5 separate regions of the Mus musculus genome follow, and regions 2, 3, 4 and 5 are each linked to region 1. The links are chromatin contacts, called in public Hi-C and promoter capture Hi-C maps. All regions are on one chromosome and are shown on one strand. Each heading gives the region's core, a stretch centred on a gene start, on an enhancer-like site or on the middle of the called end of the contact. The rest is flanking DNA. Distances are from core to core; before and after follow the strand shown. Region 1 holds the start of Edar (ectodysplasin-A receptor). Region 2 overlaps Septin10 (septin 10). Region 3 overlaps Sh3rf3 (SH3 domain containing ring finger 3). Region 4 overlaps Sh3rf3 (SH3 domain containing ring finger 3). Region 5 overlaps Sh3rf3 (SH3 domain containing ring finger 3).

What was found. Promoter capture Hi-C pulls out the DNA fragments that hold promoters and counts their contacts. Hi-C and Micro-C count contacts between places; a contact is called where the count stands out from the background.
Region 2: a contact with region 1 is called in a promoter capture Hi-C map of hippocampal neurons, with 5 times the contacts expected there. The contact joins the enhancer-like site here to the promoter of Edar in region 1. A contact is called at or near these places in 7 of 39 promoter capture datasets (the 3T3-L1 cell line, cranial neural crest, embryonic stem cells and 2 more), 1 of 15 datasets of contacts at CTCF or cohesin (the NIH/3T3 cell line), 11 of 484 Hi-C or Micro-C datasets (cardiomyocytes, cortical neurons, embryonic fibroblasts and 6 more) and 1 of 115 datasets of contacts at active chromatin or transcription factors (astrocytes).
Region 3: a Hi-C map of forebrain shows a contact between it and region 1, with 2.8 times the contacts expected there. The contact joins the enhancer-like site here to the promoter of Edar in region 1. A contact is called at or near these places in 9 of 39 promoter capture datasets (the 3T3-L1 cell line, cranial neural crest, embryonic stem cells and 4 more), 2 of 15 datasets of contacts at CTCF or cohesin (the NIH/3T3 cell line and pro-B cells), 15 of 484 Hi-C or Micro-C datasets (the STO cell line, adipose-derived mesenchymal stem cells, cerebellar granule neurons and 10 more) and 1 of 9 other capture datasets (embryonic stem cells).
Region 4: a contact with region 1 is called in a promoter capture Hi-C map of hippocampal neurons, with 4 times the contacts expected there. The contact joins the enhancer-like site here to the promoter of Edar in region 1. A contact is called at or near these places in 5 of 39 promoter capture datasets (the 3T3-L1 cell line, embryonic stem cells, hippocampal neurons and 1 more), 1 of 484 Hi-C or Micro-C datasets (embryonic stem cells) and 2 of 115 datasets of contacts at active chromatin or transcription factors (astrocytes and forebrain).
Region 5: a contact with region 1 is called in a Hi-C map of cortical neurons, with 2.3 times the contacts expected there. The contact joins the enhancer-like site here to the promoter of Edar in region 1. A contact is called at or near these places in 3 of 39 promoter capture datasets (the 3T3-L1 cell line and embryonic stem cells) and 1 of 484 Hi-C or Micro-C datasets (cortical neurons).

The regions. Positions count from the first base shown.
Region 1 is chr10:58,673,468-58,678,481 of GRCm38.p6, reverse strand. It overlaps Edar (ectodysplasin-A receptor), which reads left to right and starts at 2,786. Exons shown (of 12, transcript NM_010100.3): 1 at 2,786-3,026. It overlaps Gm36158 (a long non-coding RNA gene), which reads left to right. Exons shown (of 3, transcript XR_380458.1): 3 at 793-1,101.
Region 2 is chr10:59,162,444-59,167,457 of GRCm38.p6, reverse strand. It overlaps Septin10 (septin 10), which reads left to right. Exons shown (of 10, transcript NM_001024911.3): 9 at 767-954; 10 at 2,514-3,342. The coding sequence ends at 2,529. Among named protein-coding and RNA genes, the nearest start is that of Gm23223, 31 kb to the left of the region's middle. Within about 2 kb of position 2,592, at least 1 of the 459 cell types and tissues checked has an H3K27ac peak or open chromatin away from gene starts, as enhancers often do. A contact at or near this core is called in hippocampal neurons, where this site is marked.
Region 3 is chr10:59,131,328-59,136,341 of GRCm38.p6, reverse strand. Sh3rf3 (SH3 domain containing ring finger 3) reads right to left here. Exons shown (of 10, transcript NM_172788.3): 10 at 1-522. The coding sequence ends at 354. Among named protein-coding and RNA genes, the nearest start is that of Gm23223, 62 kb to the left of the region's middle. Within about 2 kb of position 2,646, at least 39 of the 459 cell types and tissues checked have an H3K27ac peak or open chromatin away from gene starts, as enhancers often do. A contact at or near this core is called in cerebral cortex and forebrain, where this site is marked.
Region 4 is chr10:59,102,709-59,107,722 of GRCm38.p6, reverse strand. Sh3rf3 (SH3 domain containing ring finger 3) reads right to left here. Exons shown (of 10, transcript NM_172788.3): 8 at 3,232-3,551. Among named protein-coding and RNA genes, the nearest start is that of Gm23223, 90 kb to the left of the region's middle. Within about 2 kb of position 2,147, at least 13 of the 459 cell types and tissues checked have an H3K27ac peak or open chromatin away from gene starts, as enhancers often do. A contact at or near this core is called in forebrain and hippocampal neurons, where this site is marked.
Region 5 is chr10:58,947,563-58,952,576 of GRCm38.p6, reverse strand. All of the region lies in intron 1 of Sh3rf3 (SH3 domain containing ring finger 3), which reads right to left. Among named protein-coding and RNA genes, the nearest start is that of Sh3rf3, 140 kb to the right of the region's middle. Within about 2 kb of position 2,571, at least 46 of the 459 cell types and tissues checked have an H3K27ac peak or open chromatin away from gene starts, as enhancers often do. A contact at or near this core is called in cortical neurons, where this site is marked.

The sequences.
Region 1 (5,014 bases), core at 1,537-4,036:
GAGTATCTTCCTATGGTAGTTTGAATATGCTTGGCCCAGGGAGTGGCACTATAAGGGGGTGTGGCCTTGTTGAAATATGTCACTGTGGGTGTGGGCTTTGAGACCCTCCTTCTAGCTGTCTGAGGACAGTCTGCTCCTGGCTTTCTTTGGATGAAGGTGGTGGCACACGCCTTTAATCCCAGCACTTGGGAGACAGAGGCAGGAGGATTTCTGAGTTCGAGGCCAGCCTGGTCTACAGAGTGAATTCCAGGACAGCCAGGGCTATACAGAAAAACCCTGTCTCGAAAAAAAAACAAAAACAATAAACACCCAAACAAACAAAACTCTCAGCTCCTCCAGTGCCATGCCCGACTAGACACTGCTGTGCTCCTGCCATGGTGATAATGGACTGAACATCTGAACCTGCAAGCCAGCCCCAGTTAACTGTTGTCCTTTATAAGAGTTGCTTTGGTCATGTCTGTTCACAGCAGTAGAATCTCTAACTAAGACACTTCTTTAGCTGGCCATTGTTCTTTTACCTGATGCATGGTTTCTAATCATCGAGTCTCGTGAATCTCCATAGCCGATGTGATGTGATGTGATGTGATGTGATGTGATGTGATGTGATGTGATGTGATGTGATGTGATGTGATGTGATGTGGTGGCACAATAGAGCTAAGCTCTGGGACCCCTCCAACACTGTACCCCACAGCCTACCATGCATCTGCACGCAAGTGCTGAAAAGGGCAGCCCAGCCTGGGCTAAGTTATCTATATCAAGCATATGTTCTAAATTATACCACTTTCTCCACAGCACCGTTTGACCAACCATGGTCCACAGTCTTGACTCATGTCCTCATTTCCACATACGATGAAGATCTGTGGCTGTTTTTATGTCCATCTTCCAGAAAGTATTCAAAACAGAGAACAATGAATATTCCAAGCTTCTAAATGACTCAGATAAGCAATGACTTCTCTGGCTTCATTTTCTCAATGTGTTGAATTAATTTGTCCATACATTCTGATTTGGGTAAAAGGACCATGGAGACTTCACATTGATCATCTGTAGTGTGGCAAAGGCCAGCTCTGCTTTCTAGTTCTTATCATTTTGTGCATATTCTTCTCTCCCTCCACCTCTCCTGTCTTTTGGCAGCGGCAATGTTGTCTGTCTCACACTCTAAGTTTAAAGGCATTACTTAATGTCCAATAGAAAATAAAAGTAACAGCTAAAATTAAATCTATGTCCTCAGATACACCTCTCAAAATAACAAGTGCACTCCACAGGGAAGACTAGCTCAGTAGCTTGCATTGGATTCCCCGATGTGATAAACTTCCATTTATTACTAACTCACTGTAGGTTCAGCCTGGGGAACGTAGCTAACCAAGCCTGAACACTCAAGGGCGCCTGCACTGTCTGGATGAGTTGTCCACACTGGTCAGCAAGCTAAGAAAAGAGCATTGTGCTTTCCCACAGCAATAATCATTAAGTTCAGGATCCTCGGCCTAAGCCTGTACTCTGCCATCTGTCTCTCTACTGAGAGTCCTGCTTTCTCCAGTGTATCTAAGGCAGAGGGAACAGGACGGGAGCAGAGTATATAGAAGGCTCCACTCCTAGGCTGGCTTGCCAGCAATTGCCTTTAGTCCCAGCTCCTGGGAAGCAGAGGCAGGTAGGTCTATGCGAGTTAGAGACCAGCCTGGTCTACAAACCAAGTTCCAGGATCACTAAGGCTGTTACACAGAGAAACCCTGTTTCCAAAAAAACAAAGAGGTGGAGGAGGAGGCGGGAGATGAAGAAAAGAGGTAAGGAAGAGGAGGAGGAAGAAGAGAAGGAAGATGAGGAGAAAGAAGGAAGAAGGAGAAAGAGAAGGAAGGAGGAGGAAGAAGAAAGAAAATAAGGAGGAAGAGGAGGAGGAGAAGCAGAAGAAGGAGGAGGAAGAGAAGGAGGAGGAAGAGAACAACAACAACAACCTGTTGTTTCCACTCCTTACTGTGGCGGGGGACCATGAGGTTGAGGGAGAAAGGAATGAGGCTGTTACATTCTTTTAAGGCTGGGTGTTTTCCAGATAACTTATTTTTTGAAAGAGAATTGATCAATACCAAAAGGTTTGCATTTAACGTTTCCTTGCTATCAAATCACATGGGGTATATGAGGTTATCGGAGCATATATAGTTATCTGGAAATGTAAAGGATACATAGGGCTATCAAGAGTTCTGTGAGGTATGTGCACGTCTCTGGAGTGGTAGAGTCTGTATTTATATGAGGCACATACTGTAGTTACAAGAGTTAGATATGTTTATCTGAACTTGTCTGGAGCCTATATTGAGTTACCTGGAATGACATGGAGAGAAGATGTTGAGGAGAAAATGGTGACTCAAATCTGTGGTGAGCAGGAGAGAGATTGGAAATATGTACAAGTGTATTCCAGGCTGCATGAAGGAGCGTGAATGGATACAGCAGTATTCATCATACCTATAACCATCTTGTGGGGAAGGGGGCTGTGCTTAAGTTCTGATTAATGATAACTTAATGCAAATTTCATCTTTCATTATTCTTGTGCCCAAAGGCCCAACTTGCTTTGATAGAAGCAAGACCCCCACGCACTCCAAAAGGAAAAACCTCAATGCTTTTTACACATTCCAGCTTGTCCCTTAAGGGGCAGGAAGTCCTGTGGAGCCAGGTGCACTCAGCGGCAGAGCCTGAGGCTGTGCCCAGGCTCCTGCACTGCCGATGCCTGGCGCGGCCTCTAGGTGGCGCGGGTGGGTTTGAAGCGAGGGGCCTCCTCTCCGCTCGACTGTTTGTAAACTCGCAGTCCAGACCGGGAACAGTCAAGAGCGAGTTCCCGGGAGCCCTTCAAAATAGAAAGTTAGTTGCGCTGGCAGCAGAGGTGTGCCTGGCCGCTGTCACCCGGCTGGCCCCAGGATTGTGGAGCTCTGCTTTTGAGAGGACACCGACGGACGCCTGTGAAGCCTGCCCCCCATCCCTTACCTGCTCGCCTTCTCCGTAGACCCATCTTCTGCTGGGAAAAGCTAACCTCATTCGGGTACCAGGTAAACCTTGGTTCTTTCACTTCTGGTTTTCCGTATTCTTCAACTGTGGACGAAACCGAGGTGTCCTTGGCTAGGAAGGATCTCGGGTACATTTTTGAAATGCATGTCATTTTTGGGTTGCGTTTGGACAAGCGTTACTGATTACTTGTGTGTCTGTCTGTGCTACAAGTTCACAGGCTTGAGGTTGTTTCTTTGTTTTGAAGAAAATATCAGAAAACTCATTCCGCTGTTGAGTGCGCTTTGGTTAGAGTGCCAAACTGTGCGTCACAGACAGTACTTGTGCTACTAAAACACGTGTTGCCATCTGGGGAGAGGACCGGAGTTTCTCCAACTCGCTCACAGAAGAAGGCAAGAGGCACCTGGGACTTTAGTGGCATTCGTCACCTGCCTCTACCCAGAGTAGCTCATTGTCTTAAGAGGCCATTCAGGCAGGCTTCCAATCAAGTCTGAGACCCAATGCCATAGTCCTATGTTGTCGGAGAAGAGGAAGAGAGTGTGTTAGATAGGTCTTTGTGACACTTGAGGTTTTCATTTCTAGCCAAAGGTTCCTTTAGTGTTCCGAGGCATCTGGGGTAGAAGGGCCTCATGCAGAGAGTAGAGTTGGATTTTTCAGCCTTTGCGGTAAGAAACTCCTGCAAGGCAAAATGTGTGATCTCAGGGCAGATGGGGCAGCAGGTGAGGTCACTGCTGGAGTATCCACATCACCAGGGGACAGCTAAAGCAAGAGAGGTGACAAGGGCCAAAGACCTGGTCAGTCAGGTTGCTAGACAGTCAGTGGGAAACAGTCCCCCTTTTCAAGACTGAAATCATAGTTGAGAGAGAGAGAGAGGTGGTGGAGTGTGGCAGGGCCAACTTCTTCTTTACTTCTTCTGGGGCCCCTACCTTGCTGTTTTGAAGTGGCACCTGGGTACACCTTCAAATGCAGAGTGAAACTGAGGTTTGTTCAAAGTATCAAAGAGTCAAGAGGGCATAAAAGGACAGAGAAGTCCCGATGTACAACAGACATTCTAGGTCATGATCGCTTAAAACCTTTAAAGATATGTTTTGAGAGAGTGGCTTACGAGGACTTAACGTTAGGAAGTGTCCCAAGAGACCGCCCCCACATAAGCACCCTCCCTGGAGATGACAGCAGGATGAGGGGGGTCTCCTCTCAGCATTCATTCCTCTGTCCACTTATGATGCTGTTGTTGGAGGCTGTCCTAGGTTGCATTCTTTGGGAGGAAAAACTAAACAGAAACTTACTGAAGTAATATGCCTACTCTCTGCTCACTGTCTGTCTGTCCTCTCTGGTCACTGTCTGTCTGTCCTCTCTGGTCACTGTCTGTCTGTTCCGTTGTTTGGGGCTTGCTGTCATTGTCTCGTTTTGGTGTCTGCTGAAAAGATGTATAGAGGATCCCCCAGAGATTCTTTATAATGCTGTACAAATGATTGACAGTTGTACAATTCAATAGAAATTGTACTTCGAGTTTTGAATTTGAATCTTATCCCTGGCCGGTGATTCGCTTGTTTCTGGATGCTGGCCAGCAGCGGGGACCAGCTATAGTTCTCCAGAGTAGGTAGGGAAGGGTGACAGTTGACCGTCTGCAGTGTGCTGTGCTGCCCAGCCATGAAACTCAGCAGTTACATGAAGGAAGGGTGGGGAAGTGTTAAATAATAGTTTCTATTTTCTGTGAGTCTTTTGAGAGCCATTGTATTTGTGACGATCCGTCTGAGATCTCTTTACATCCAGCTCAGTGCTGCCACCGTGAGGCCACCCCATATTTGCTACCCACTGTCCGTAGGGGACAAACCCAGGCTGATTGTTTTAACTCTGGGGCATCTTCTAATGAAAGGTCCCTTAGGTCCCAAGGGGTCATACAGAAGGCAGGTCGCTCACATCCCTTTCTGGGACCATGAGAGTGTGTTCTGTGGTTTCTAAAGAATGGAATTTACTCTCAAGGAAAGGCCCGGGAACCCAGCTTCAAAGACTTAAGCAAATCTGAAAGTCA
Region 2 (5,014 bases), core at 1,343-3,842, 490 kb before region 1:
TGCAGTCCCCCTCATAGAGGAACAACCCTCGAGGCCTCCTCAGGGGCTCCTTCTCTAGGATCCAGCTCTGCTCTTGGTCCCCCGAGTTGACCAAGCTGGAGTTAACCATTACCACCTGTTGTTGTTTACTGCCTTAATTTTGGGGCCCTGTCTCATGACCCTCCTATCTTTAGATCTTGTTTTGGGGATTCTGGGTCAGGTCAACTGGGACCAGGTGTGAGCTTATGAGGGCTCTTCTCATTGAAACCATCACAAGGTTCTTGATATAAACTGATGCTTGCTATCCAGTACTTTATTAGTATGACTTTCAAACCTTTCTTTTCTTCTTCTTCTTCTTTTTCTTTTTTTTTTTTCTATGTGCAATCTTTATTTGGAAAATAGGGTTGCTTTTTAATTTTTTGGTTGATATTCTTGGTAATTTTCTTCTGTACTTTTGTGTCCCTTATTTTTAATGAGTGTGAATTTGAGAATCTTTATTAAATAGGTTTTATAGAAAAAAAAAGAGGCAAGAATATAAAAATATTTAGTAGACAGTCAAAAGTTTTGTTCCTGAGTCTATGGCCTTTATGTATTGGCTCAATCACATAAAGTGATTAACTTTAAAATGAAAGTTTCCAAGGCAGTTCCAGGCTTTTCCAGGAAGCATGGCCAGTAGCATAAATGAGTTGGGTGGGGGTGAGAGTGTTGTTTGGCTGAGATGGAAATGACTCCCGTGTGAGTGCTGCCACATAGTGTCAGTTATGGGAACTGTTTGTTTGCTTCACAGCTTCAGGCCAAATTTGAGCACCTCAAAAGAATTCATCAGGAAGAGAGAATGAAACTTGAAGAAAAGAGAAGAATGTTGGAGGAAGAATCGGTTGCTTTTGCTAAGAAGAAAGCTACCTGTGAGCTGTTCCCGAACCAGTCATTTTTGGCGTCAGGTAGCAGCATTAGGAAGGACAAAGACCGAAAGAAGTAAGAGTCCTGCTACCCTGTCCCGGTCCCTGCCCCTCACCATCTGTCTCCTTGCCCTGCTTGCTCTTCTTTACTTGCTTCCGCACTGTCTGCTCCTGCTACCAACACTACCAAGACTCCGCCCTGGTCACCACTGTCCTCGCAGCAGCTAGAGTAGCACCTGCCGTGTCTTAGGGCTTCAGTATTTACCAGAATCAAGAGAAGCACACGAATAGCAAGCCTCACAGCACATAAGGGTTAGGTGGGGCAGGTGGGTGGAGTCGCTACCGTTACTTCACAGTCCTGCCGTTACTGCTCAGTAGCACCATGAGTTATTTTATATTTATGTCTCCATGGAAACTGCATACTGATGGAGAATCAGAGTTAAGTACCTTATTGATGAAACTTTAATTCTTGGGCTCATTTAAACGTATTTCTACTAATCATTGATTTTGTGAGAATTTGTTATTTTAACACGGGAATCAGGTATCAGCTGGATCTCCTGTGCTTTGAAGTCAGAGCTGGTGAGAGAATGATGGATGTGAGGAATGAGAGGAAGGTAGAATGAGAGGGCCACAGTAGGGTCAGGGGGTGAGTAGCAGATGATCTCCAGCTCATAGCTTTGAGATATGTGTTAAAGCCACAAGCTTTTGAAAGTAAGTTTACTTTCTTATTTGATAATTTCATTCAGTGTTTGTGCCCTTTGTTTTATTCCTCCTATTTTAAAATATCCCTTGTCCACTTTACTGTTTTTACTTCACGAAGCCTGCCATGCCTTGTTCTGTTGGGAGGCCTTGTGTCATAGGAGGCTGAGCTCTGCTGTGGTCCTCACAGAACAAGCTCCTGCTTCAGGGAACTCAGTGCCTACATCTTGTGTAATTATTTGGTGAAAGAATGAATGTATAATAGATGTATTTTGATTGAAGTTTTGGATTTCAAGATGCAAATTATAAATAGAATTTATTACTAGTTTTACTGTGCTTTGGATTAAAAAGATGAGCTTTTCAGTTTGTTTCTTCAGTGTAGTCTAGTATAACAAGATAAGATTCCCCCACTTTCCCATATATATCTCCCCATCACAGTTGTCATCGGGCTCTCCTTGAGAGCCTTGCTATTGTTTACGCTGTTAGACAAACTGGACATTTTTCTCCTTTCTCCCCTTGTATGCTCGTACTTGGGATTGGGCCTCCAGCGTCCTGTAGGGCAGACAGCATTCTTACTGCTGAGTTGTAGCCCACGCCTTTTTTTTTTTTTTTTTGACATGGAATCATGTATTCTAGGGCAGCTAGAGTCCATACATTTATTATGCTAAAGGGTCTAACCCAGAGCTTTATTCGTGCTTTGCCAGCTGAGCAACATCTCACCCCCAGCCCAAGCACAAAGATCTTTAAGAGCGCAGGACTCATCCTCAAGACAATGTGGCTTGATAATTGTTTTTCTTTTTCAAACTCCCATAGCTAAATATCCTGTATGTGCTGTCTATTTGCTCTTTGTATAAAAGCTTTGTGAAAGTAATGCTTTTGATAATTTTTGCTTCCAATTTTTTTATTGTTCCATTTAAAGGATTTTTTTCTTTCCAGCTCCAATTTTATGTAACACAAGAGTTCCAGAGCACAGATGGCCATCACAGTCAAAGCTGTTTGTATGCATTGAGCTCTTGCTCCTTTTGCCTTATCAGTAACTCAGTTATTATCTAGCAAAGGGCTAAAGCTATTCACATTTGTAGAAAAATATTTTCACGTATAAGGCTGATCTGTCAGCCAAGGTGCATATTTCTCACACATATACTGTCATTAGGAATCTGTAAGTTCCTATCTTGCTGTGGATCTTGGTCACTTTCCTGCTGCCGGATGTTATTTTACTGACTGTTACTCTAAGTAGCAAAGGTTCATCGCTATTGAGACACTACAGAACTCCTTCATATTATGCATAGCTGATTGCCATTTTATTCTAGCATGAACCTTTTTTTTTTTTTTTTTTTGCTGTATACTAAACAGAAAACACTGGAGGCATGTATGTTGGACTGTATTACAGAGTTAAAGCTAACTTTAAACTATGTAACCTTTTATGACTCAATGTGCCTTATTGTGTATTGCTGTGATATAGCAAAATATGCTTAGAAATTAAAACATACATTTGAAGCTTGGTTATGATATTATTTTTCTTATAATATCATATGTATTTTTTTAAAATTTGCCTTTCAGGGACTAAAAAAATTGAAAAAAAATAAAGTTGAAAATTTTATTAGACCATCTGAATTTGTATTTCAGGAGGTATTTGCATTCAGTGCCTTAATAGTCCTAGAGCATTTTAATGTTTTATCTTTTCTAATGGTTATAGGTATATATGTTTTCATTCTTTTGTATTTGAATATTCTGTATTCTAAATAAAATTGATAATCTTGACCAATCTATGTATTTCCTAAAATGTGTTGAAATTGCTTCAGTTTTTGTTTTTCATTGTCACATAATTTATCCTTTGATGCAGTAGAAAGTGGTGTGTCATGACTTTTCTACAATGTGTGATGATCAAATCAGGGTTAATTGGCACAGTTGCCAACTAACTAGCCCTTTGTATTGAGAACATTCAGAGTCATCTCTACTATTAAAATGGATTTTTTAATCAGGCATAGTTACTACACTGTGTTGTAGAATATTAGAAAATTTTCATCCCTGCACCTATACTTGGCTTCCCCACCTCCCCTATATCCTTCCCAGCCTCTACTGTTACTGTTCTTTCCTTACTCTTCTGAGACTCGGGTTTTCTTCAGATCCCACGTGTGGAGTGTGTCTTTCTGTGTTTGCCCCTCCTTGGCCACGCAGATGATAAGCTTTCTGTCTGAGGACTGAACAGCACTGTGTTATGTGTGTACCTGCACTGCTTAGTCCCTTCTGTTCATCCTGAACAGGCTGCTCGGCTACTTCCATAGCTAGAGTGCTGGAAATAGTGCTGCATGAAACAAGGGACTGCACATGTCTCTTTGATGATGTACTGAGTTCATTTCTACTGGCTGTAGTCCTAGTAGTAGAACTACCAGATTATAATATAATTCTGTATCTATTATGTTTTAGGAAATTGTTTCCATAATGGTAATACTCATTTGTATTTTCAGCAATAGTATATGAAAGTTACTTTCTGTACATCCTCACTAACATTTGTTATTCTTTATTAATTATTATTATTGTTATTATTATTGTTGTTGTAAACTACCTTACTAGCATTTTTTTTAATGATCACTGTTCTAACTAGAGTGAGATCTTGTGATTGTGAGACAATTTTTATATGCTTACTGGTCATTATATTGCTTTTGAGGTCTGTGTATTTGTTTTGTTTGCTCATCTTATCATTGGATATTTATTTATTTAGGCCTCTGGTAAATAGTCCATTTTCGAATGATCAGAACGCTGTCTCTGTTGAATAGATCCCTTACATCTGCTTCCTGTGCTCTGCTGAGCATTTGAGTTTGGTACAATCCCATTTGTTCTTTTGTTGCCTGCACTTTTGGCATCTTATCTAAGCTGTCTTTGCTTGCCCTGAATTGAGTCCCATATAACTTCTTCAAGTGGTTTCTTAAGTTTCAGGTTAAGTCTTTTTCCATTTTTTGAGGTCCTTCCTCATCCCCTTATTGTTACAAAAAGCAAATGGGCAAGAAAGCAAGCACTACCCAAGGCTGTCAGGTTTCATCCAGGGCAGAAGTGCATCCTAGCACCCTGATTAGTCCGGCCAGCCCTCAGTTGTTACAGTTTCATAGGCTCAGCAGCTGTGTTATTCTTGTGCATTTGATCTGCCTGCGTGCCTGTGGGCCATGGTAGAGTTCTCAGTAGCATTTCTTGCAGAAGCGAAACTGATAAAGTTAAAGCAGATACTTTGTAAGTGTCTGTTTTCTCAAGATAAGGACAAGGGGGATTTAGCTGAGCAAGTAAGAATACAAAGGTGGAACTTGCAAGTAAAGTTTTAATCCATTCTAATCCTCTGCATCAATGTATATAGTGGGTGATGGGGCCTAGTGTTTTCTTCATGTGGATGTCCAGTGTTTCCAGCACGATTGGGGGAGGGGGTAAATTACTTATCTGTTTGAGGG
Region 3 (5,014 bases), core at 1,397-3,896, 460 kb before region 1:
CCAACTCTATACCCTCCCGGGCTCCCAACCTTACACAATAACGCTTTAGCCGCTGGGTGACAGAGCAGCGCCTTTGTCCATGTGGGTAACATTTTCTGTGCTACTGCTCACTCAGACTCATGGCGTGGTCTTGCAGGACACTCACATGTGCTTCCAGTAGGATGTCACATGAGGATATGGCCTATCTTCACAAACACGCCATGGCCCATGTGTGCTTCCAATAAGGACTTCACGTGAATCATCGGCTTGTTTCTGGCCGGTGCTTTAGAAAGAACCTCGCTCGGACTTTGGTGATAAGGCGGGCATCCTCTGCTCTCTCCAGGACAACAGAAGCTAGCCATGAGCAGTGGTCCTCAGAAGCTCTCCACAAAGCTGCCTGGGAAGAGACCTGTGCGGCCATTCCGCTGCAGTGTCCCCTTGAACCAGCCGTCTTCATGCTTCTTGTGCACGAAGACGATATCACCTTCCTTTAGCTCGATCTCCGCTTCACTCTGTGGAGGGTAGGAGACCACCACACGGTACCTGGGAGGGCAGAAGAAACTGTGTGAGCAGAGGGGTGGGCTTTCCCTCTAATCCCCCGTAGCCCACAGTGAGCTCCCTATCCCCTCCGCCCCTCCAGTAAGTTCTTACAGTGTGCCATTACATTTTATGGTCTGTAAAATTATTTGTAAAATTTCCCAAAGCTCTTTACCTTGTCATCTAACCTCCCTTTGAACAGTTGTTGGTCATGGAGGTATTCAGGGGCCTAGAATAATATAGGCCACTGCCACTGTCACTGTCTGGCATCAGAGCCAGGCCATGGAACTGTAGCTCTAAAGACATCACAGGCTCCAATTGTGGAACATAGGGAAACCAAACTGAAGTAGGTAAGGAAGTTTCTTCCCCATTGGCTAGTCCTCCATATTGCGAGGCGCTGCGCCATGCAGGATGCTGCAGGGAGAATGGTAGTCAACAGCCTGACTCACTACACTACCAACTGGGCAAGCCAAATGTGTCAACTGGTACAGCAGTGGCAAACCTACCAGCCAGTGGCTGGAGAAGTCATGGGTCCTGGTGAGGAAACTACAGTCACTGTTTTGTGAACATGACAGACATGACACATCAATCAAATTGCCTTCTAAATAACTACAGAATTATGATCATTCCCATAGAGTAATCTCTTGTCAGCTTGGGTCCAAGAGACATTCCCTCCAGTGGGCAGTGGTAATTGCAGAGACTTGTACTTGGTCACAGGGCTTAGAATAGGTAACTGTTGAGTGCTTAGCCGTCTATCTTCCTACCTACCTACCTACCTACCTACCTACCTACCTACCTACCTACCTATCTACCTACCTACCTACCTACCTACCTAGAGGACACAGCTGTAGCTTCACACATGTATATCTTGGTCCTCTCTTTCTCTCACTGACATCTTTTCTCTTCCCAAGTCCCTTTCATGTCCTTTCTGTGCATGGCCCACTGAGATTCAATAGAAGTGGACTGTGGCACTCTGGAGCTTGCAGCAGCTAAGATGCCTGCATAGGAGCTGGACCACTGGGTCCATCAGCATCCTGTCGTGCAGTGGGTACCCACAAGGACCCATCTGTTCCTAAGGACTGATAGCCAGTTAGTGGTTGCCGGGACAGGGAGAGATGCTTTCTTCATGGTGTGGTCTCTAGTAAAGTACCAATGCTCCTTCAAATAACCCTTCAGCCACGTCCTTGTAAGCAAGAGGATGAAAGGTATTGGATCACAGAGTATGAAAGTAGAGGGACTAGCTGGGGCGAGCAAGGGGGTCAGTGAGAGGAGAGGACAAAACTGTAATGGGGTGACTGTCAATATACACATGTGTGCAGTCACAATGAGGCCTTCTACAAACGATTAATGTAGGCCATTTTAAAATTGGTGTCCTTTTACACACAACTATAAGGCACACTGTCCTTTTAGTAGCTAGATCTCCACATAGCCCCTCCATTTCTCATTTTCCATCCTCTTGTGCTGGTCTCATATCTGTCTGGAGGTCTGTCGTACCTAGTGAATGCATGGCTGCATCCAGTCAGCCATGGCCTCTGAGGACCAGGGGCTGCTTCAATCCTGGGACATGGGCTTGGCCCTTGGCTTGTTCCTTTTTGGCTCTGTGACCTGTGTCATAGCCTGTCCACATGCCAGGTCTGGTGTCTACTCCTCAACTCTTGTCAGGACTGTGCTCTGTACTCTCAGCTGCTGGCCCCCAGAATATCTGGGTAGCTTTGTATGGCATGCGGCTGACACCTTTACCCTAGAGCAGGTGGCAGGTGTTTGTACAACAAAGTTGAAAAGCTAAGACTCCCTAGGTTACTCTTTTTGTTGTTCCCTGGTTTTTCTAAGCTGGAATATGCAAAGTTGGGAGCTTTGGTCTCCTCAGCATCATTCGGCACAGCTAGATGATAGGGGGAGGGTGGTCTTCTTCGGGAGCCATCTGTGTGGCTGTGGGCAGTAGGCTGGGGACAGCTCAAAGAGGAGGAAAGGCAAAGGAATATTTTATCCTTACACCCACCATCTAGCTGGTGGGCCAGGGCCATGTTCAGCATGGCCACAGTCGGAGGGGCTGCAGTATTGGCCTCTTCATTGTACTGTACACGAGAACTCCTGGGGGAAAATAAGCTGTGTGCACAAAGGCTAGCTGATTAAAGCTTCAGTCAGTGCCTTTGGAATGTTTAGGCTCGGAGCCTAATTATAGTTTCTCTTGGGCTATCTTTAGCCCAACTAAAAAGACTCTTGTCGCCCACCTCCGTGTAAGACCTGTTCTGATAAACAATAAAAATCTTTAAAAATGTATTAATAGAACCCCATTCCTTATCAACCAAAGGGCTAAAAACGCTGTAAGGGATCATCTGAGGCCTGCAGCCCAGATTTCTCTGCCTGGCTGCAAATGGCCCCTCTGATGTTTCTGCCAATGTATTTTTAAAAATGCCTTGATTTATGGTTTTCTTTCTTTCTTTTCTGTTATAAAAACTTCATGAAGCTGCTTCCACATTGGAACATAGTATTTTGGGAGACCTAAATCTGTGTTCCTGGGCCATGGACACACAACTTTGGCTCCATAATCACCCATTTGTGTTTGTGTGTCAGTACTGCTGCTGTCCAGGTTGGGAACGTCAGGGAATGTGATGTGAGGACTTCGGAGTCCTAGCACAGGTCTGGGCTGTCAGAGGCTTTTCCATCCCCAGAAGGATTTCCTTCAGAAAGAGTCCTGCACTGTGAACGTTAGGAGGGCTAGGCAAGGAGCCTAATTTTTTTTTTAAGTCCAAGACTCAGAGGGTCTCTGCAAGTACAAGAAGAGCTGGTCCAAACTCAGAAGCTGCAAAACGAGCGCCTGGCACAGGTCTGAGGGCCTGGAATCCGTCTCAGCTGCAGTTGTCCTAGCCTAGGGAGCTGGACCACACATCTTCAGTTCCTATCCAGGTATCACAGGGTCTCACAGCCACTCTCTCTCTACCGTTGTCCAGATGGAGACGTTGATCCCTTTAGGGGACTGTGCCAACTTGCCCCACAGTAGAATTGCCTGAGTAGAAAGCCTCAGTTGAAGAGCTGTCCTGATTGCCATGGATGCCGTGAGAAGGCCTGTCCACCCCAACCCTGGGCAGGGCTTTCAAGCAGCAGCCCAGATAAGAAGTGTCTCTGAGTGCTAGAGAGATGGCTCAGCAGTTAAGAGCACTGACTGCTCTTCCAGAGGTCCTGAGTTCAATTCCCAGCAACCGCATGGTGGCTCACAACCATCTGTAACGAGATCTGACGCCCTCTTCTGGTGTGTCTGAAGACAGTGACAGTGTACTCACATACATAAAATAAATAAATCTTAAAAAAAAAAGTGCATCTGAGAAGGAAACGCAGCTCATCCTTGGCTTGCTTGGCCTTTCCCCTTGTGCTGCTTTGATCTGCCCTGCTGCTGCTGAGTTCTTTGCTGATGAGAACGTGTGTGCATGTGCGCGCTTGCACACACACGTGTGTAAATGAGCTTAGACTCTCTGGTCATAAAGCTCTCACGGTTGAGCCTCTCCGCCAGCTGCTAGCCAGCTGTGGAATCATGAACAAGTTTCTTAGGCTTTTACAGAACATCAGTCACTTCATTAGGAAATAGGGACGCTGGACTAGGAAGGTTGAGAGGAGTCCAGTGGAGAATGCACACAACGTACTAGGAAATGCAGGCATGTATAAGCTACGTGCAGAGCTGAGTCCCTGGCATCCGCGACATTTCCCATCTGGCCTTCAACAGGAAGCCTGTGTGACTCCTGATCTAAACAGAGCCTTGTCTACCCGCTGCCTGGCACCGGGAGGTGTGGTCTCTGCGGTTAGCTGCTGTGTTCTCGGGCTCAGGTAACAAGTTACTGAGCAGTGGAGGACTAACAGAAATGCTGTCGTTGCTCTCTCAGGAATGTGTTTTTATTATTTAAGCAGTGTTCTAACTAGTAGAGACAGGGCAAAGTGGCACCTAGCACATCCCCTTAAGGCCTTCCAGGCTTTAGTTGCAAACTCAAGCATACCGATCCACTCACTAAGATAGATGCCCTACTACTTGGAAAGCTTGGACAGTCTATTAGCCCTTAGCCTGTGTCCCCAGCAGGTCTCATCTCTGCGGCTCAGTTTCTGTAAAACTCAAGATTGAATGAGTATTGGCGGTTCTGAATGGTTGGACCTAATAGACTATATATACCTTGAAGACAGCATAGAGTGACATTTCTTAATACCAAAATGTCACAGTGTTCTGAGGTTGAAATTTTTCTGGGTGAGTGGATGGGGCACAGGTCCACAGGGGGCTCTGAAGGTTGAAAACCCAGCGCTGAGCCAGGAGAGCCCTGTGCTCTGCCACAGTGGGCCTGACACTTCTTCAGGAATCACATATGAGCCCAAATTTAGGAAGCAGGAGGCCTGGGAATCAGCAATATGCCCCAGGCCTGGGAAAAGAGGGCCATCTGATAAACTTAATCCCTGGGAAAGCCCATTTTCCCCAGTCCCTAAGAAGCTTCCAGAACTCAGGTGTAAAGAGAGGCCACAG
Region 4 (5,014 bases), core at 898-3,397, 430 kb before region 1:
GGTAATTTGTAGATGTGGCTAAAAATCAACTAATTTAAAAACAATAACCGACTTTTAATCTCCTTTAGAAAATGACTTCAAGTATGTGTCTTGAATACAGTGGCATTCAACGCAGTCGGTTCAAAGTCTAAAGAGCAATCTAGGCTTCCTGAGGATAAAATTGTTTTTCCCTCAAATTGCAACAACAAATCCTGCCCAGGTTTTTTTAGTTTGTTCGTCGGCCTGCCCGACGGATTTCAGCTCTGCTCCACAGATTCTGAACTTCGCAGTCTCCGTAATTACATGCACTAAGTCCTTAAAACAAACAAGTTAGTGGTATCTTATCTATCAATAGATGGGTTAGTGGTATCAGACTATCCATCCATCTCCTACTGGTTTGGTGTCTCTGAGATGGTTGACTGATAGAAACAATTAATTCTCTTTATAGTATTTGCATGAGCAGAAAAAGACATTTCCCTTTTAAACATATTGATGTCTAGAGGACTGGTTAAGTGATATTAAAGTGAGGGACAAGTCAGGGGTGTGGTTAGAAACACAGCCACTGCTGCCAACCATAAGAGACGTCCTAGAGCCGTGGCACTTCCATAAAGTCCACAGAAGACCTCTGACAACATCTGTCTATCAAAAAGCATGGCGAATGTCTTATGTTGTGGCCTGGAAACAGATTAGCTTTCTGTTGTGGATGAGCATAGTTTCAGTTTTATAGATAAAAGATTGTTGAAATTAAAAAGGTACTCCAAGGATCTTTTTACCATAGTCTGCATTTTCCTCTGAAATTTCTGAAGCTGAGAGGTATTGGGAGACTTGTTTGGGGTCAGAGGTCAAAGCTGACATGAGGACTCTGGACTCCCGAACCCTGTCACAGTTGGCTGGGCTCCAGTGTCAGGAGTCCAGAGTCCTCATGTCAGCTTTGACCATTTTAATGAGGTACCTAAAGGCCGTAAGGTTTAGCCAATAAACTCCCTGTTCCAGACACTCATCCCTGCAAGAGGACCTCAGGTCCACCCTGAGAAAGTGGAATACGGTTTTATTCATCATCACTCTCCATCATGACAATAAATGCCTTAAAACCATGGACTATCTCTTTTCATCGGGATTCCCTGTGGGGAGCAATGGAACAGGCCTTTGCCTAAAGAGCCGGCTGTCTAATCTCCCACAGAAGGCCTCTCAGTGCTCCCAGCCACAGCTTCTGCCAAGCCAAGCTGCCCACTGAGCAAGCCAAGGACTCTCTTCCCCCCACAGGACCCAGCTGGAGCTCTCCCCTCTTTCCCCTTCAACCCTGGGCTAGATCCAGCCTGTGGGCTCCCACTCTGTTCTCAGAGGTGCCTGGGTGTCCAAGAGTCTGAGAATCTGACATCCCTGGTCTCCATGCAGGTCCGGAGATCCCCCAAGCCAATTACGGCAGTCCCCAGGACCTCAGACTTCACTCCCCCAGCCCCAGAGTGGGGTCCCATGGCTTTCCATAGTCCTACACCTGCCCAGCACTGATGTGGGGTAAGCGCAGTCAAAACTTCCTGTGTCCCACCTCCACGAGCCCGAGTCCCGAGAGGATGCAGGACACCCTATTAACCCCACACTTATCTGCACCCTGATGCTGGTCTCTGGAATCTGATTCCATGGGCTCGTCATGTGACTCTGTTGCCTCTCCTCCCCTCCCCCCATCCTTGGTCCATGTCATGTGGCCAGTAGCTGCTTTAGCCCTACATTCTGGACCGAAGCCGTGGTGAGGAGCGACAGGCTAACAAAGGCTGGCTCAACAGGTACAGATGCCACCCAGTATTAGCTGGTAGCAGGCAGCACTACCTGTCCCACAAGTTACACAGGAGGTTTGGGGACAAGGAACTAGAAACGTTTACTAATACTGCCAGACTGCCCCTGGTTTGCTCTCAGTAGCTGGAAAGGCTGACGGATTGCATCTGAGGGAAAACTGTCTTCTGAGCGCAAAGGGCTGTCCCCCCCACCTCCGCCCTCTTCCTGCAGCCAGCCAGCAAGTCTCTGAACAAGTGCAGCAAGGCAGAAGGCAACAGATTAACAACTGAATTGATTTTCAAGCACACATGGGCACAAAACACAGCATCCATACTTGACTTCACAGGGTGGGTGCCACCCTGGTTTTATCAGCCTCTTTCTACCCAGCCCACACATTGATGGAGGCAGCAGAGAGTGTAACCCGTGGTGATGAGTTTGGACCAGTGCTGGGGTGTACCTAGGTTCTAGAGGGAGAGGGGTCTGAAAGTTCTTGGAAGCTGATGAGTGGATTTAAAAATTAGGGCTGGGGATGTCCCTCAAGGGGGCTGTCCTCACCTCAAACACGTGAGATACACAGGATGCTTAGGAAACCCTATAGAAACATCTTCAAACAGCCACAGAACGTGGGAAAACCAAGTTGCCTGCCAAACACAACTGACAGACAATCTTAGACATCCTAGCAGCAAGACTGGAGTGCCTTGAAACATTTTTTGGATAGTGCATTTGATAGAAGATGCACCTGACCTTTAAATTTTATATTAAGCTTAAAGCTACGGCTACTAGAACATTCTCCATTCACTTTGTGGCTTGTGTTTTGCACTGATTTGTAAGTGGAGTGTGACCCTGGCTACTCCTCCCCTTGCTCCTAGCCACCAGGGCCAGCCCATCGACTCCAATCTTCTATAAAATACAAGAATAGCTGAAAATGGTTTCCATACCCACTACCAGGCTGGTGTCCTCCTGTTTTTCTCTTTCAGTTTTTTTTTTTTTCCAAGAAAGAAGCCCTTCCCATATGGCTGAACAGGTTGCAAACTGTGCAAGAATCATGCGTCCAAGGGACAGGGTGTCGCTCGCTCGCACCACAGAGAGTTATTGCAGATCTGTTTGTTTTTCACCATCTCATTCTGGCACATGGCAGTTAGGAGTCTTGTTCTGACAAGATGGCTGTATTACAATGAGCTTCTAGCAGGAGGGACCACGGTAGTCTATGGATGAGCAAGATGCCACCTTCTGATTTTCATCAAAACTGCAGTGGCATGAAAATTGTTGGCCCTGGCAGAACCCTGAGGCTAGCCTCTGCTTCTACTCTACCTTCTTGTTCTGGCTGTTATCCATGTCAGAGGCCCTGCCACATGCAATATACAGAACATCAATGAGCACACTGAAACCTCACCTGTTCTCGGCACCATTGGCAAGTGTGTGAGAAGGACCCAGTAGCCAGCCAGCTCCAGGTTCAGGGTTAGCCCAGGATGGCCCACTAACCTTTTCGTTTTTCTTGTCATCTGGCTTGAAGCCCGTGTTGATGAGGCTGGGTGTGGACAGGCCGCTGATGGGTGTCCCTCCGACCTCCCCGCTCAGATTGGCTGCACTGACATTGGGGGGTGTGATGGCGGAGGCCGCTGATGTGAAGGGGATGGCTGGCCGGGGACACATCTGTGCCGGGGACTGCTGGCCATGCTGTGGGGACGCCACAGAGCGGGGTCTCAGGCCGGTGCTGGGCAGGCGGGATGGAGAAGTCTGAGTGCGCAGGGGTGACACGGTGGCAGTTGGCCGGTCCAGGGCCTGGGCAGAGGCATGGGTAGCTGGAGGGGTGGAAGGGAGAAAGGTTAGTGTACATGTGGCCATGCGATTTGCAGAGCATTCTCCTCTTGGGCTTGACTTCTGACCTTGGAGGGTTCTGAACACTCCATACTTGGCTGCCATCACAATGTGTGGCACTGCTGGTTTCAGAATTTGAGATACAGTGCAAACAGTATCCTCAGCCTCCAAATATGCCATGACTATAAAACACACTTGGACATCTTAACAGCATCTGCAGGTGGGAGGCCTCTCCACACCACACCCCAGGCCTTTGTCTGTGAGCTGGCCATTCCTCTGATGTCTGTTAGGTCCACTCAGTGACATGATGTCTTGAGGCTACAGCTGATCTTATGAAAACCAGGCAATATAGAAAAGGTCTTGTGCTACGCCCACTCCAGTGAAGTCTGCCTGTTGGGTCTAACAGCCTGAAGGCAGTCACGAGGCAAAGAGTTTCAAGAAAACTACGCCTCCTGGAACCTTGGCATTCTCATAACCCGTATACTCAAACCCTGTCCCCACGTTAGTCTGGTGTATGCGCTCTTTCAGTATTGTTTTATTATAAACAGATTATAAAAAGATTGATTTTTGACATAGGTAAGCCTCCACCAGTGTTCCAATGGCCCCTAGAAAATCCTTGAAGCTGCAGAGCTTGGAATTCAGTAAGAAGGTTACCTATTCAGTCACATTCAATTTCACTTCTAGTAGAGACAGTGAAACCAATTAGGCATTACAAAGAACAGAGCTAGAATAGCTCAGGGCTGGTCTGCAGAGTGATTACTTAGGACAGTAGCCGAGTCTCACCCAAACCAGGGAATGCCCAATAGCCTATCGAATAGGTTGGGTTAACCATGTATGAGTTAGTAGAAGGGAATTCCCCTGGAACAGGGTTCTTCACTAGGTCCAAAGGAACAGCATAATCAGGCATTTACTAAGAACCCCTGGTGGTGGGCTTAACAATAGATTAGATTACACCTGGCCTGGTCCCCGCCATCTTTTGATGTATGCATTCCTTTTGTTTTGTGTCATTGTAACTTGGTGGATGTGTTCGCCTGGCTTTTCTTGTTTCTTCTTCTGTATAAAAAAGTCCGGTTTTCATTTGGACGTTACATTCAGATTCAACACACTCTCTCGTGTCTGCGTGTGTTCGTCACCCCACTCTCGCTGACTCTATGCCCATCTGTCCGAGACTCTGATTCCCACAGATTGAGGGGGGCCCACTGGCAGTCAGTCTTGAGGTATGGGTTTCTTGAAAGAAATCATTTGAGGCTTCAGAGCGGGGTTGGGAACCCAGCATTTGAATATCCCGGACAGCATGCCTCACGGCTTGAGGGGAAGGTCAGGCAGTTATGGAAATCAGTGAATCCACTGAGGGATTCATCACCTGTGACTCTTGACCAGGACTGTGGGTTCCTATCCATGACCAGCCCTTGAGAGGTGACAGCAGTCAGCTATAAGCCATTGCCCT
Region 5 (5,014 bases), core at 1,322-3,821, 270 kb before region 1:
ATCTCACTAGCTTCCCTGCTTTAAAATCATAATGACACCTCATTTCCTATGATGCTACAGTGAAAAGTATAGATGATTACAAGTATGTGGAGGAATGTGGAAGTACTGGAACCCTTGCAGTTTGCTGGTGGGAATGGACATAGTAGAACTACTTGAAACAACAATCTGGCAATCCCTCTTCCCAAGGTCAAGGGGACAGCCAGATATCCAAGCAATGTGTCCCAGACTGAAACTCCTGTCCACAGAGTGTCTGTGTATGAGTATTCAAAACTGCACTGCTCACAAATCAAGAAAACAAGACCCTCTCAAACGTACATCAAAGGATGAATAGATAACAGAATGTTTACATCTAGTTACATGGCTGTGCTGTGATCTGCATATAGATATATGGATATGAGGGTGTTCCCCACATAGTCATATTGTAGGACTTTGGTTCCCAGGATAGCAATGTTGGCACGTGATAGGACCTTTAATGGTTGTACCTTAGTCACTGTTCTATTGCTATGAAGAGACTCCTCAAACAAGAAGACACTTTAAAAGGAAAGTATTTAATCGGGGGCTTGCTGGAAGTCTCAGAAGGCTAGGCCACGGACATCATAATGGAAAGAATACAGGCATGGTGCTGGAACAGTAGCTGAGAGCTTCGCATCCTGATCTACACACAGTAGGCAGAGATAGAAAGATAGATAGATAGATAGATAGATAGATAGATAGATAGATAGATAGATAGACAGACAGACAGACAGACTGGGCCTGCCATGAGCTTTCAAAACCTCAAAGCCCCCCTCAGTGACTTACCTTCTTCAACAAGGCCACACCTCCTGATCTTTCCCAAACAGTTCTACTAACTAGGGACCAACTATTCAAGTGCATAAGCCTATGGGGCTGTTCTTAGTCAAAGCACCACAAGTGGGATGCAAGGAGACACGGTTAGACCACTGCTAGCATCACCCTAGAAGAAATCAATGAAGTTCTCATGGGACTGAGCCATTCTCACAGAACTACAATCTGTCTCTTTACATCATCTCTTCCTACAGAATGCTCTCATGCCATATGTGACCTAGCCAGGGAGGTCCTAGCCAGAGCCAGTGCCATGTTCTTTGAATTTTCAGCCCAGAAAGCAATGAGCTAAATTTCCTTTATAAGTCACTCGAGCCTCTGAATCCGTTATAGTAACAAGCCATTAAAAGCAGGAAGCATTGGACTATGCCCCAGCCAAGCTATCCCTTGAAACGTAACCCTAGGTGAAAACTATCTCAGACGCAGAAGGCTATATGTTGCCTTATGAAATGTATATCAAGAATCCAAAGCAGCATCTGGGACCCAGAGAAAAGGAGTGACTTCTACTGACTAAGGAGTTTTGGGGCGATGATAAAAATGTTCTGGAATTGGTAGCAGAGATTGCACAACTCCATGCAAGATCTATTTTAAAAAGATAGGGAGAAAAAAACCTTAAAGGATAAAATTCAGCTCTTTGAAATGCTTTAGCACATCAAATATCAGTAATAACTACTGCCTATAAGATAGACTGACAAATAATAATCTCCACTCCTCTGCTAAGCCTCACAGGAGTGAGGAGCAAGGACACCAGCTTTTCATCTCCTCCAAGGACAGACTTCAGGAGCTCTGAGGATGCATGGTGAGCCAATTCACAGCACAGCCGCATCTGTGCCCAGGGGCCCCTGCAGCCAGTACAAAATTATGTTCAATTTTATAAAGTTTCCTGGAGGGATTACATTTTATGCACAGCGTCCCACCATCTCTTGCTGGAGACTACACACTACACATTACTAAGGAAGACTACCTTGGGGTGTCTGCTCTGCTATAGTAGCAGTAATAGATGTGTCTCTGAATCTACATCCACACACCATGGAGGAAATATGGAGGCCAAAGCCAGAGTCGCCTAGCTCTCTCCTCGGCCCAATGCTCTCCTTCCGGCTTCATAGATGCTTTGGCAGCCCCTCCACCAACCCCCAGCTCAGGATGTGAAAAGCGGGAGACTCCTGATGGTCCTGCTTCCTTCTACCACACCAGCATCCCCATGTTTCCTCGTGTGCCAGCCAAGGAGCCCAAGCTCAGCTGGTCACAACAGAAGCAGCACAGAGCTGCATGGTGTCCTGTCCATCTGTGCTCCCCACCACCCTGCCCCCAGACACTCAGACACCTAGGGGTTTAAAGACTTTGTGGGAGCTAGTTAAACCCTTTCACACAGACAGCTTCATAGCCCACTCACCTCCCCAGCGTGGTGCGTGTGCCTGTTTGCTCTCATTAAATCCCAATCTAGCTGGGGAAAACCATCTCTTGGCCTCCTGTTAACTCGACAAGATTTGTGCAATGGACTTTAATTGATAGCAATACAGCTGTGTGCCGTTGTCTAATGGGAGGAGATTGGCAGACGTCTGATTTCTGGGTTGCAGAAGGGTTCTTCCTTGAAGTCTCAGCTGCTGGAAACAAAGAATGTGCTGACGCTCTGCCCCTGGCTGAATGAGGAATCACTTACACAGGGTGGTGGCTTTTGTACCCCATGAATGAGCCCTTTTTAAAAGGTTAATTCTGCCCTGGGCCAGCTACTACAGATTTATTCATTCAGCAAATTCATTCTTGTAGTAGCTCTCAAAAATCAGTGCACACTATTATACAGCAGAGGGCCCATTTGCGAAATTACTTATAGACCTATTTAGAAATCCAAGCTTCCACAGACTGACAGTTTAATTGGCTGAGTGATGAGCAGCCCTGAGGGGAGGTGCACCCTCTCCTCAGCCCAGGTCCTGGACTCCCGCTTTCCCTTTCGTAGCTAAGGCTGCTCTGATACTTGGTGCATTTATGGTAGCAAACACAATGCTTTAGGTAGGAGGGAGAAGAGTGCCTATCTGGGAACCCTAGCATGCAAAAAAGACATGACAATCACCCGTGAGTTGATCACATATTTTTCCCTTCCACTACTGGCCCCCCACCCCTGCCACTTCTCTAGCCACTCCCAGGTATGCTCGCCCCAACTCCTTACTCTCGAACTGATAGCATCTTCTCTTCAATATTATTGTTACATACATATGAATGTGTGTGTGTGTGTGTGTGTGTGTGTGTGTGTGTATGTATATGCACATCATTATTAGGATAGACATATAGTACTTCACTTTGAAAGCAAAATTATCCTGAGCTTAAAATGTAGTGTTTACCAGGACTGATTTTTCTCAGAGCACAGATCTGCTGCAAAATAGCCCCACCCCTTTCACACAGCCTTACATTCTGGCCACCCCAGGTCTACATCACCGAGTCTACTCACCAGCATTTGCTCGGTTACTCTCCTCTCAACAAGCAACCCAGCCCTTTCTTGGCACATCTTGTCCAGCAAACAGTTAGAGAGGTAGGTTCTGTAAAAATCTCTCCTCAGTGTTCGCAGGGGCACCAGATCTAGTCTGCAACAAAGGGGTTTTCTCTTCACAAGGCTTCTAAATTGCCTTTGAAAAACTGAATCCTTTATTGATTGCTCTCATTCCTGGTAATCCACCTACTCACCAAACAGTGTGTGTTAACTTCTGTTTTCATAGAAACACCAACTATATTTCTCTCCTGTTGTTCAATGGAAACAAAGAGTAATCTAATCTTTAAAATACCATAAGTGGAAAATCAAAATTCAACACCCATATGTCCCAACTCAACTAATTTCCACTCAAATGCCTAATCCAGCATTTGCATTCGCAGTGAAGGAGGCGGTTCTGGTGTGAGGACGTAATCTCCAGGCCACATTTGCTTGGCCACTCACGATTAAAATGGCAGGGCAGGAAGCAGGTGATGCTGCTTGAGAATTGTCTAATTAAATGTTAATCTAAGGATATAGGATTTGAGTGCATACCTCAAAGAATATTAAGGACAACAGAACACAGCTGACGATACATCCATGTGCCTCCCATGTCCACATGTCCTTCCATGATCACTACTTGTCACTGACACACAACTCCCGTAAATATACATACATACATACACATACATGTATGTAAATTTATACATATATATTTATATATACATACACATACATATATATGCATTCATATTCTGATCTGAAAAAGCCCTATAAATGGGAGGGTTATAGTTCAAAAAGGTGAAACAGGGTAGAGACTTGAACCCAGATCACGTTATGAACCGCTCTGCAGCCCACATTCATGGAGCATCACGTCTAGTGAGTCTCACTTTCCTTCTGCAGAGTGTTTGTTTGTTTGACACTGCCTGCCACCATTTGCATTTCTGGGCTGACATCTTTTCAGAAAAGGCCTCCAAATGGAATCAAAGATGGGTGCCTGGCTGTGCTTAAGCCTGATACTTCTAACTCTCAGGAAAACTGAAAAAAAAAGAGAGGAGTTTAAATGAGCACTTTTGATGATGCATTAGATAGCTACAATCGTGTGCTTTTAAATCCTCCCCAAAATTCTGTATGAGAAAGGCAAGAACACATGATTGCTTCTTTATGGAGGCAAGGCCATAGTCACAGCAACAAGACCTCAAAGGAAGAGCCGCAGACCAGTGTATTCTGTACAACTACTGTTACCAGTGGTTTCACACAGCAGGCAGCATTCGGGATTCTGGCAGATGAATAGAAGTATGCCAGGTAGAACAGAGGCAGGACTCAGAAGTATCAACTCCATCATTAGGCACCATCAGGGAAGGAACGGTGACAGTAGGAGGCAGAGGTGGGAAGATCATGTGGTGCTGATCTGCAGGCCTCCAGGAAACCTACACATCTGCCCCTGGCTCTCTAGTTCCAGAATCCCTCATGGGTACCAAAGTCCATGTAGTTTCAACCCTCTTTTGAAAAACATTTGGTATTTGCCTATAATCTATGCATACCCCTCTCTACACTAAACACATTGTAAGTCCTGGGCACACAGTTGCTATAGTATATTATTTTAGTGGATAATGGTTTTTAAAAAGACATTGGTGCAGATGTCGTTTGCTTGTATTATGGTTGACTTAATCTGTGAATGTAGAAGTAGAAGAAAGTGGGCTGACCATATTATTG